Regions from separate parts of the Gossypium arboreum genome. Here region 1 is linked to region 2. Evidence: chromatin contacts called from public Hi-C data. All regions are on one chromosome and are shown on one strand. The core of a region is the stretch at or near the end of the contact, and the rest is flanking DNA. Distances in the headings are between cores, read along the strand shown. Region 1 holds the start of LOC108470538 (GTP-binding protein At3g49725, chloroplastic). Region 2 holds the start of LOC108451079 (protein PHLOEM PROTEIN 2-LIKE A10-like).

The links. Hi-C and Micro-C count contacts between places; a contact is called where the count stands out from the background.
Region 1: a contact with region 2 is called in a Hi-C map of leaf, with 1.9 times the contacts expected there. The contact joins the promoter of LOC108470538 here to the promoter of LOC108451079 in region 2. A contact is called at or near these places in 2 of 5 Hi-C or Micro-C datasets (both in leaf).

The regions. Positions count from the first base shown.
Region 1 is chr11:42,659,426-42,664,035 of ASM2569848v2, forward strand. LOC108470538 (GTP-binding protein At3g49725, chloroplastic) reads left to right here and starts at 1,596. Exons shown (of 13, transcript XM_017771887.2): 1 at 1,596-2,246; 2 at 2,337-2,401; 3 at 2,493-2,555; 4 at 2,659-2,748; 5 at 2,835-2,947; 6 at 3,326-3,394; 7 at 3,948-4,092; 8 at 4,217-4,272; 9 at 4,375-4,425; 10 at 4,556-4,610. The coding sequence starts at 1,883. It also overlaps the pseudogene LOC108471682.
Region 2 is chr11:42,248,676-42,253,166 of ASM2569848v2, forward strand. LOC108451079 (protein PHLOEM PROTEIN 2-LIKE A10-like) reads left to right here and starts at 1,423. Exons shown (of 1, transcript XM_017748813.1): 1 at 1,423-2,187. The coding sequence starts at 1,423. The coding sequence ends at 2,187. It also overlaps the pseudogene LOC108451080.

The DNA.
Region 1 (4,610 bases), core at 346-2,845, 410 kb after region 2:
TCGAATCATTTTACACGTTACGCAAGGTTAGTTGGCTCCTTACTCTACGATCCTATTGTAGTAACAATAGCTCTTTCACCATTTGATTTGCTTTGTGCCCCATGTCTATAGTTGGCTTCACATGCTTTGATTCTAACTAACTAGCTAGGATTGTGTATTTCGTTTCGTTTCGTTCCAACAGCACTAGGTTTTGGCATCATCTTCAAAAATCTGAATGGTCTAGCAATGTTCTTGACATAAAAGGAAAAAAATTCTTCAATTCTAGGTTTGACCACTGACATTATGCCCAATGGCGAAGCCTAGTAGAGGCCCAGGGGGGCCATACCCCCCAAGTTTAAAATTTTTGCAATTTAGCTCTTTGTAGATATATTATGGCCCTCCCAAAAATATAAGTAGGCCTCCCCAAGGTTTAATATTTTTGCAAGTTTAGAGATATACAATGAATCAGAGATGTTATTACTTATTTTCAAAATTTTCTGTTTGGTTGTGTACTGCAGCCCGTGGCTTCTACAATAAATACGCTGGCCGGTGCTCTTTACAAGGTGTTTTCTGCTTCCCTTGATTAAGCAGGGTCAGAATCGCAAGAAGCCTGTTTCGACTATTTAAGCCTTGGGGGTGATATCTCAACAGGACCAGTGGCTTTACTCTCTGGTCTAAACCCTTGCCCATTGAGTCTAGTACTTCATTTCTTTGCTGTTGGAAGTTATGGAATTGGTCGCCTACTCTTACCATTTCCTTCACTTGGACGCATGCTAATTGGAGCTAGGTTAATTTCGGTATGTATTGTTCCATTCTTTATACAGTTAATGCCTCTTTTAGACTTTGCTCTTTCCTCTTGTTTTCCTTGGGACCGCTCTCTACTTGTATGAAATAGATATTCTACCTGTACAATTTATTTGACATTCCTCACAAATTTTCAATAGATACCATGGGACAAAGGTTTCCATTAATATTTGTTAGCTCAAGTTAAAATCAAAGCTAAAAGTATGAAAGCTGTGTATGTTGAACTGGATTTCGCCACCTTGCGATGATTTTTTTCCCTCATTCATGCAGAGTGCATCAGGTATTATTTTCCCCATAATCAAAGCAGGAGGAGTGAGACAAATGTTCTTTCTTGCCACTGTTCCAGCAGTATATCGAACTCCGCCCGTTGATTGATCTACCCCATCATGGTAGCGTCATCTTTTAGCACCCAAGGTTTAGAGGAATGACTGATAAATGATGAGTGCATCCTAGGACATTGTTCAACTGTGCGAACTGTTCATTCATTTTTGAAAAAAGTTGTGGCAAAAACCAATGTACTTTATATTTGTTGTATTACACTGTGAGAAATAATAAAAGAAAAGATTCATCATTGTTGAGTAAATAGATTTCAACAATCAAAACACTGAGTGAAGAAATATCACTTGGACAAAACACAATGGAAGCTGGAAGAAAGCCGTCATTCATAAACATGCAATAAGCTATATAAAACTACGTTCTGAAAAAAAAAAAAAGAATGTTATATTTAAGACACATTACCTAAATTAAATTTACAGGATAAATTTTACTTAACAATGAATATGAAAATTTTAATTTGAATAGAGAAAGGTTTTTTAAAAATGATATTGAGTAAATGGGGCTACTTGCTAAAATACAAGGCCGAAAAAGCAAATTTTGGATCCTCAAAATGGTGAATGAGTTGGACAGGGATGTAGTCGTAGTAAAAGTAGGAGATGGGCTCCGAGGGTTTTAATTTTATAAGCTGAAGGGCTAAAACATGACCGACCGTCAACCCCTCCCCTCGATCAAGTACTAGAGAAGCGAAAGAAGAACGTTCCTCCCACAGTCCCACTCCAGGGCCATTTTCTATTTCATTAGAAACTGCAAAATTTTCAGAGAAATGCTAAGAATTCTCACTTGGTCACGGTCCTCCCTCAGGTCCCGATCTCAATTTGCTCCTTCTTCTCCATTTTCCATTCTTTCATCATCATACTCAACTTTCAACAAAGGCTCCGAAGACAATCAAAGCGCCGCCGGTTCAGTTTTCAGCAGGTACCCATCTGACCCACCTCGCCTTTTTGTTGTCCAGCCTCGTCTTCGTCCCGCTACTTTCTTGCAGGCCAAGCTCAACGAGGCTCTTTGTTTAGCTAACTCCCTTGAGGAACAACGTGATGGCTACTTTCATTCTGATTTCTTCGATAAGGAGTTGCCTCCTCATGTTGTTGTCCAAAACCCTTCTCTTAAATCTGCCAAAATCCGCGCTGGTATCTCGACTCTCTTGTTTAATCATGTTTCTAGTCACTTCTTTCTTTAACGTTTTGTTCTTGGTTTTTATTTTTATTTTTTATTTCTAGACACGTATTTTGGACCTGGAACTGTAGAAAACATCAAATGCCATTTGAATGCTCTGGAATCCAAGGCAAGACAGCTTCTTCTTATGTTCTTCGTAACGACCTTATGATTTTAATGCAACCGTGGAAACCTTATCTATCACCATATGGTTTTACTAGGATGGAGTTGATGCTGTTTTTGTCAATATCATCCTGTCTGGAGTACAGCAACGTAATTTAGAGGTAAGTACTGGCTGTCTAATTTCTCTCATTCTTTTGGTGGCAATGGAAACTCAAGCTGTACTGTAATGTGTTTTGCTAATATATTTGCTATTTTCTTTGGCAGCGAATTTTGGGAAAACCTGTCTTAGATCGTGTTGGCCTTATAATAGAAATATTCAATGCTCATGCACACACTAAGGAAGCCAAGTTACAGGTGCAATTCCTGGCTTTACTTGGCATGGCATCGCATTTTGTATTCCACTGTTTTCACTAAGACTTGTTTCACTTGCTATTATGCAGGCTGAGTTAGCAGCTCTTATGTACAAGAAGAGTAGACTTGTCCGTGTACGCAGGCTGGACGGCCGCAATACGTTTGGGGCTAGTGGAGAAGTTGAAGTTGTTAGTGCACGAGGGTGAGGCCCGAGTTCCCTGTAGAACAAAATAGGACTAGATTATAAAGCTTGAAGATTCCCAAGATGATTTGGACCATTATTCTAGCTGCCTTAGATTATAAATCCTTCCTTTTTTTTCTTTTAACCAAATAGGAAAAACACTATGACCTGAGACTAAGTTGAAATTAACTTTATAGGGTGGGGTAATGGGTAAATGTTTTTTTCTTTTTTCCAATATTCTCTTTTGAAGATTGAAATGTTTCCATAGTTCAAAGTTCAAACAGTTTTGATTTCTCTCTCTCCCCTCAACGTATTCATTTGTCATGTACATAAATGCTTGTCACTAATAATTGTCTATTCTTAGAAATAGTTTTGATTATGCCTATGTATTGGTTGCAGGAGAGGAAGTGGGGGTCGTGGTTTCATCAGTGGTGCTGGAGAAACTGAACTGCAGCTTCAACGCCGAAGGTTTGTTCTTTATGCTACATATATATGTGTGTGTGTGTGTGTGTGTGTGAAGCTGTCTCAGATGCGTATGTACTGATAAATGTCATGATGACCTGGATTCCATGCGAATTTTTATATGCATGCTATAGTTGTTCTTGATTTTTGAAATTTCTTTTTTAATGGGCAATGTCTGTTCTATTATTATCTGGAGATGCCCCATCCCCTCCATAATAACTGAATACATTCAAGAATGTCTACACTTCTTTATTTAATGGCAGCTTAGGATATTCTGCTTTAGCATTGCCTTGTTGATTATATCCCTTCCTTTCTAAGATGGTGATAACTATGAAGTGTGTGCTCTTTTATTAGAGGTTTCTAGCTATCCATATTGACTATTTTATTCATCCTTTGTCCTCTCATCTCAATTTGGATCTGGCTATTTGGATTGTGGCATGCCTGTTTTCAGTCTCTGTATGTTGCTCTTTTATAACTAGCTACTTTTTACTGTGCTCTGTTATCATAATCCTTATTAACTTAGTGTGTGTTTATATGTTCGCTGACTCGAACTTCTCAGAATCTTGGAGCGGCGGAATCATTTGTTATCCCAGATTGAAGAGGTTCGCCGTACCCGAGCTGTGCAACGTGCAGCTCGTAAGAAACGAGGTGGACTTGATGGCCGAGGTTTAGCTACTGTTGCTGTTGTAGGATACACAAATGCTGTAGGTGGCCAAATTCTGACCAAAACTGCATTTTGTTTCAACCAGACTAACAAGTTAGAGATATCTTGTGTTTTTTCCCTCTATTTTCTCATGCTCAACATTTACCCTTTTTCTCAATTAACAGGGGAAGTCTACATTAATTAGTGCACTCTCAGATAGTAATCTGTATAGTGATGCAAGGTATATTTATTCTTTAAAACAATTTTTCCTCGAAGTTAAATTCTTTGTTATAAGTAAAAGGATGGATGCTTTTGCCTAATTGGAGGAAATGGCTTTGTGCAGATTGTTTGCAACATTGGATGCTAGATTAAAAAGTGTTGTTCTTCCTTCGGGGTGAGATGGTCCATATGTAATCTAATTTCCTCTCTCACAAATTTTGGCAATCAAATATAAACATGCTTTTTAATTATTGACGAGATTACAATCTTATGCAATTGATCTAATTATGCACATAATAATTCAGGAGGAAAGTGCTTCTTAGTGATACTGTGGGATTCATATCTGATCTGCCAGTACAG
Region 2 (4,491 bases), core at 173-2,672:
TTGAGACAAGCAACCTGAAATCCCTTACAATAAACAGAAATGCCCAACAATTCGAATAAACCAAGCTTAGCTTTCTAACCCTAAATTGCCCTAAAATAATCGGATCAACCAGTTGACCAATTTTTTTTTGAAAACTCATTTTTTTCACAACCCCTTTCTAATGAAATACAAGCAGAGAAGTAAAGAGATGAAATTCTCACAATGGAGGTGAGATTGAGGGGAATAATAACCTTACTCGTCTCAACTTTGGGGATGCTTTTTATAATGTCGAGATTTCTGTCGATGATGGTCGTGGGATGAGAATAACTAAACGAGAACTAGGAGACAGGGTTGGGGTGTGGTGGCTTAAGATGTTTGCTGAGGGAGAGTGGTAAAGGGTAAGAATGGGAGGTTATGTTTTTTTTCTTATTCGGTGGAGGCTCTGTATTGCTATTCTTTAAATCAGGTGGGGAATGGCTATTACGGGAAGAGGCGGAATGGGAGATGAATGAAATTCTGTCGAATGGAGGATTCAGTGAACCAAACTAATGAATAGCTGCTTATCACCGAATCATCCAGGAATAGTTTGTCTATTCATGCCAACCAAACGTGTTGTAAATTTTCTGGTGGTCGTTGAAACTTAAAAACTTCAAAAACCTAATAATGAATGCTTGAATTTGCTTATCATTCCTCTCTTTCTTTTTTTTTTTTTTTTGCATAAATAAATATTATATGCAAATCAAATATTATCCCTGCGACAGACTGCTCTATTATTCTGCAACTGCTTTGACGTCTTTGCATTCTACAATATAGTTTAAGTTTGATCTTGTTTCTGTTTTTATCTATTCCTTTTCATGTTCTTTGTACTTGTAATAACCATTTACCTTAGATTGAAAAAAAAAAACTTTGCTTATTTTCTTTTATATATGTGGGCTAGAAGACTTCATTTGAAGGAAGAGGGAGACTTCATTTGAGTTTGAGGTGAGTTTTCTTGGCTTTTTTCGAAGAGTTTTGTCTTAGCAACTTATGGAGCTGTAATTGGCTTTAAAGGGTTTGGATTTTTCCCAAAAGAAGAAGAAATGGGTTGCTTTAATGGCGATTTTTGGTTTAACCAGTTATGGTTTCTATAGAGTTTATCACTTTCCTGCTATAGCTCAAAAGAGAAACAGAGTTTTAAAGCTTTTAGGAGCTTTGGTTTCCATTACTTAAGCCATCTCTGATTGTGCTAAAATAATAAGAGTTGTTTCTAATGATTTGAATGGTTTTCTCTTATCAAAATTAGACCAAATTCCTAATACTTTGAAACAAGTTTCGAAAATCACCAAGTCCAATGAATTTTCACAGTCCATAGCAAGGGTTACACAAGGCCTGACTGTGGGAATTTTACGTGGTTATCAATCGGAGGCAAGAAGTGGTGATACCTTAAATGCCAAATCTCGTTCAATGGATCAAGTTATGGATAAGCTTTTTACTGAAACTGGTGCTGGTTTTGCTTCCGCTAATGTTGAAAGCTTTGCTAGGAATCTGGTTATGGCAGCATGTAAAGAACTGCAATCTAAAGGAGATTCGAACTCAAATTTGACTCCGTGCTGGCTGAATTTGGTGTGTGGTGATGAGTTTAGGGAGCTGATTGGTGATTGTATTCAAGTTTTTGTTAACTCTATGGTGGGCGTTTATCTTGAAAAGACTAAAGATGCCAACACTTTTGATGAGCTCTTTGCAGGGTTGACTAACCCCAACCATGCAACACAACTGAGGAACTTGTTGATCACTACTTCTAATGGTGCAATGGAGGCTCTTGTCAAAATATCTCATCAAGTTTTGACACATTCTAATAGTTCAAAGGACTCACCTGATGATGTCAATGATGATGATAATGATGATGATGGGTGGGTTAGAAAAGTGTCATCAACTTTATCAGAGCCAAGAAATAAGAAATTTGTTGTTGATATGAGTGGAAGGATTGCATTCGAAATAGTTAGAGCATTCCTTGAAGTTTTGTTGGAGATGGTATGTCAAGACATGAAAAAATGTGTCAAGGTTGCTCAAGAAGCTGTCGTTGAAGGTGGTCTTGAGATAGTGAGATATGTTAGTGCAAAGTCTTCAGTTGTTGCCACCATATGTCTGTCTCTGTGCTTGCACATTCTTGGTGGTGTTTGGATCTTGGTGCTAGCACAAGTTGTTTCACCAAGTCATGTCATCCTATAGTTTTCACCAACGCCTCCATGTGTTCATTTCTTCGCTCTATGTTAAGTTGCTTTCATGAATAAAATGCATGTTGGAATTTGTAATAATTAATCTTTAGCTTCATTACTTGTACATATTTGGAATTTATAAAATCTTTGTATTTACAAGTATTTTAAGCCTATGGAGTCGATTCAATTTAGTTTTCATTCTCGAATAAGAGTAATAGTTGTTTAGCTCATGCCTAATCTGCAACAATTGTATAGTAAGCTTCAACGTGGTGCTTCTGCTATGGCCTACAACTCTACTACTCTAGTGCTAATGAAGTGCCTTTAATGGCTCACATTTACTTCTGCAACCAGAAAGAAGCATTTTAATCCATGCCATACGTCGACTGCAAATTTGCTACATTTCATTGAATGTTGCCAGCGGAACAGTACTAACTGGTATAAATGCAAACCGTCTTTTGTTCGTTTTTTTCTTTTTGAAATTTTCTCTTACATGTATTACCGGTTGACTTTAGTTGCTTATTTGCATCATGCACATATTCATATTGGATGCACACTCAACACTTAGTGCAACTTGGATTAATTTAAGGGGAGATGACCCTTTTTTTTTGGGTTCCAGGTTGAGCCAAAGAATGGCCATTGTTTCTTTTGCGTGAGTGTATTTGGATGCATGCATTTGTTTAGATAAGTATTTGATAAACTTCATCAGCAGGGGGGACACAAATAAGTAAAAGAATATTCTAACCGTAAGTAAATCTTTACCTTCGCAGTATGGCGGCAAGAGGTCACCTGTTTTGTAGTTACTCGGTGCCAACATCATCTTAATTTGCTTCTTTCAAGACCCTTTCTTATTTGTGGCAAACGAATATTAAGAAAAAGACAAACATGATCAAAGCTTTATAAATGGCCTATATCTCAAGACAGTTTCTCCTACATGCTAAGCACTATTTTTGGCCGGATTCGGACATTTTGAGTAGTTAACTACTATGTCAAAAAAATGGTACAAACGAACATGCAAACTTGTAGGGGATTGGAAAAAACCTAACTGATAAAAACAATAAATAAATTAAAATAAGGACCCAAATCACCTATGGGAAGGAGAGAAGCATGCTGCTTCTAAAAATTTCATTCTACCTCATTTCAATTTAGGGTTTTACCTTCCTTCATCATCTTTTTCAGTTCTTATTCTCAACTGACCACAAATTTGTACTCTAATAACTGACAATAGCAGGATTAGAGTATGTGAGACTTTTCTGAATCATTTCCTTGCATGAAATAGGAATCAAGTTTCAAAACCCAGTAAGGGTCCTAATAATACCCAATATTGGAGGGTCATACCAACAATCTGAGCCCATTTTAGTTTAATCAACAATCTCGATTCTCATACTCCTTGTCAATGAGGTTACTCTTGAAACCGCTTATTATCTAGTGGCAAGTTTCAAATTCTAAATTCTAGCACATATAAGACACTTTTGAGAATGTTATCATTTGTATTCTGTACCCAACTTGCACTCATGTCACATAGGTTTAAACCCTGCAAGTCGCTTCTATTTTATAAACTTGTCAGCTCTTCAAATCATCTTTTTAAGCACTCAATAATTTTGAAATAAAAAAAAAAATCTTATTATATGATGCTCTTACACTCTCTCTTCACACCCTCAAACTCTTAATACATTTAAAAAGATAAACCAATAAATTAATAATAAATAAAAATATAATGATGAAACTAGGATTAAATGGTAGTTGAAATATAAATTAAAATCACAGTTTGTGGTTGCCTTATTGGCTCTAACAAATACTTTATTAACCAGTTTAGCAACTGCCATCTCAACAAGTGACAGATCAGCCAAGGAGGAGCAGACGTGAGCGGAAACATCCTCAGGCCCTTGTTGATTATCATAAGTTGTTACAACCGTTTTTATTTGGTTAATAAAATTGGGAAAATGGCAACAGGGAGGGAATCAATTTGTTAAGTTGTTACAACCGTTTTTTTTTTTTTTTTGCTAAAGGGGTATATAAACTCTTTTAACTTTCACAAAAAAAAAAATTAAGCCTCAAATGCATTCAATTAAACCCTCAAACTCTCAAATAACATCAATTAAATTTTTTGATTAACTTTTTTCATCTTTGACTATTACAGTGGTGATGTGACAGTTAACGGTGTTGACATGGCGCTCAATGTCAACAATAGTTGCTGACGTTGCCAACTACTGTGTTAGCAAAATAAAAATTAAAAATAATTTTAAAAATAGTTTTTATTAAGTTCATTCATTTCAAAACTTAATTTTTAAAAAATTAAAAAATTATTTTTGAGTAAAAT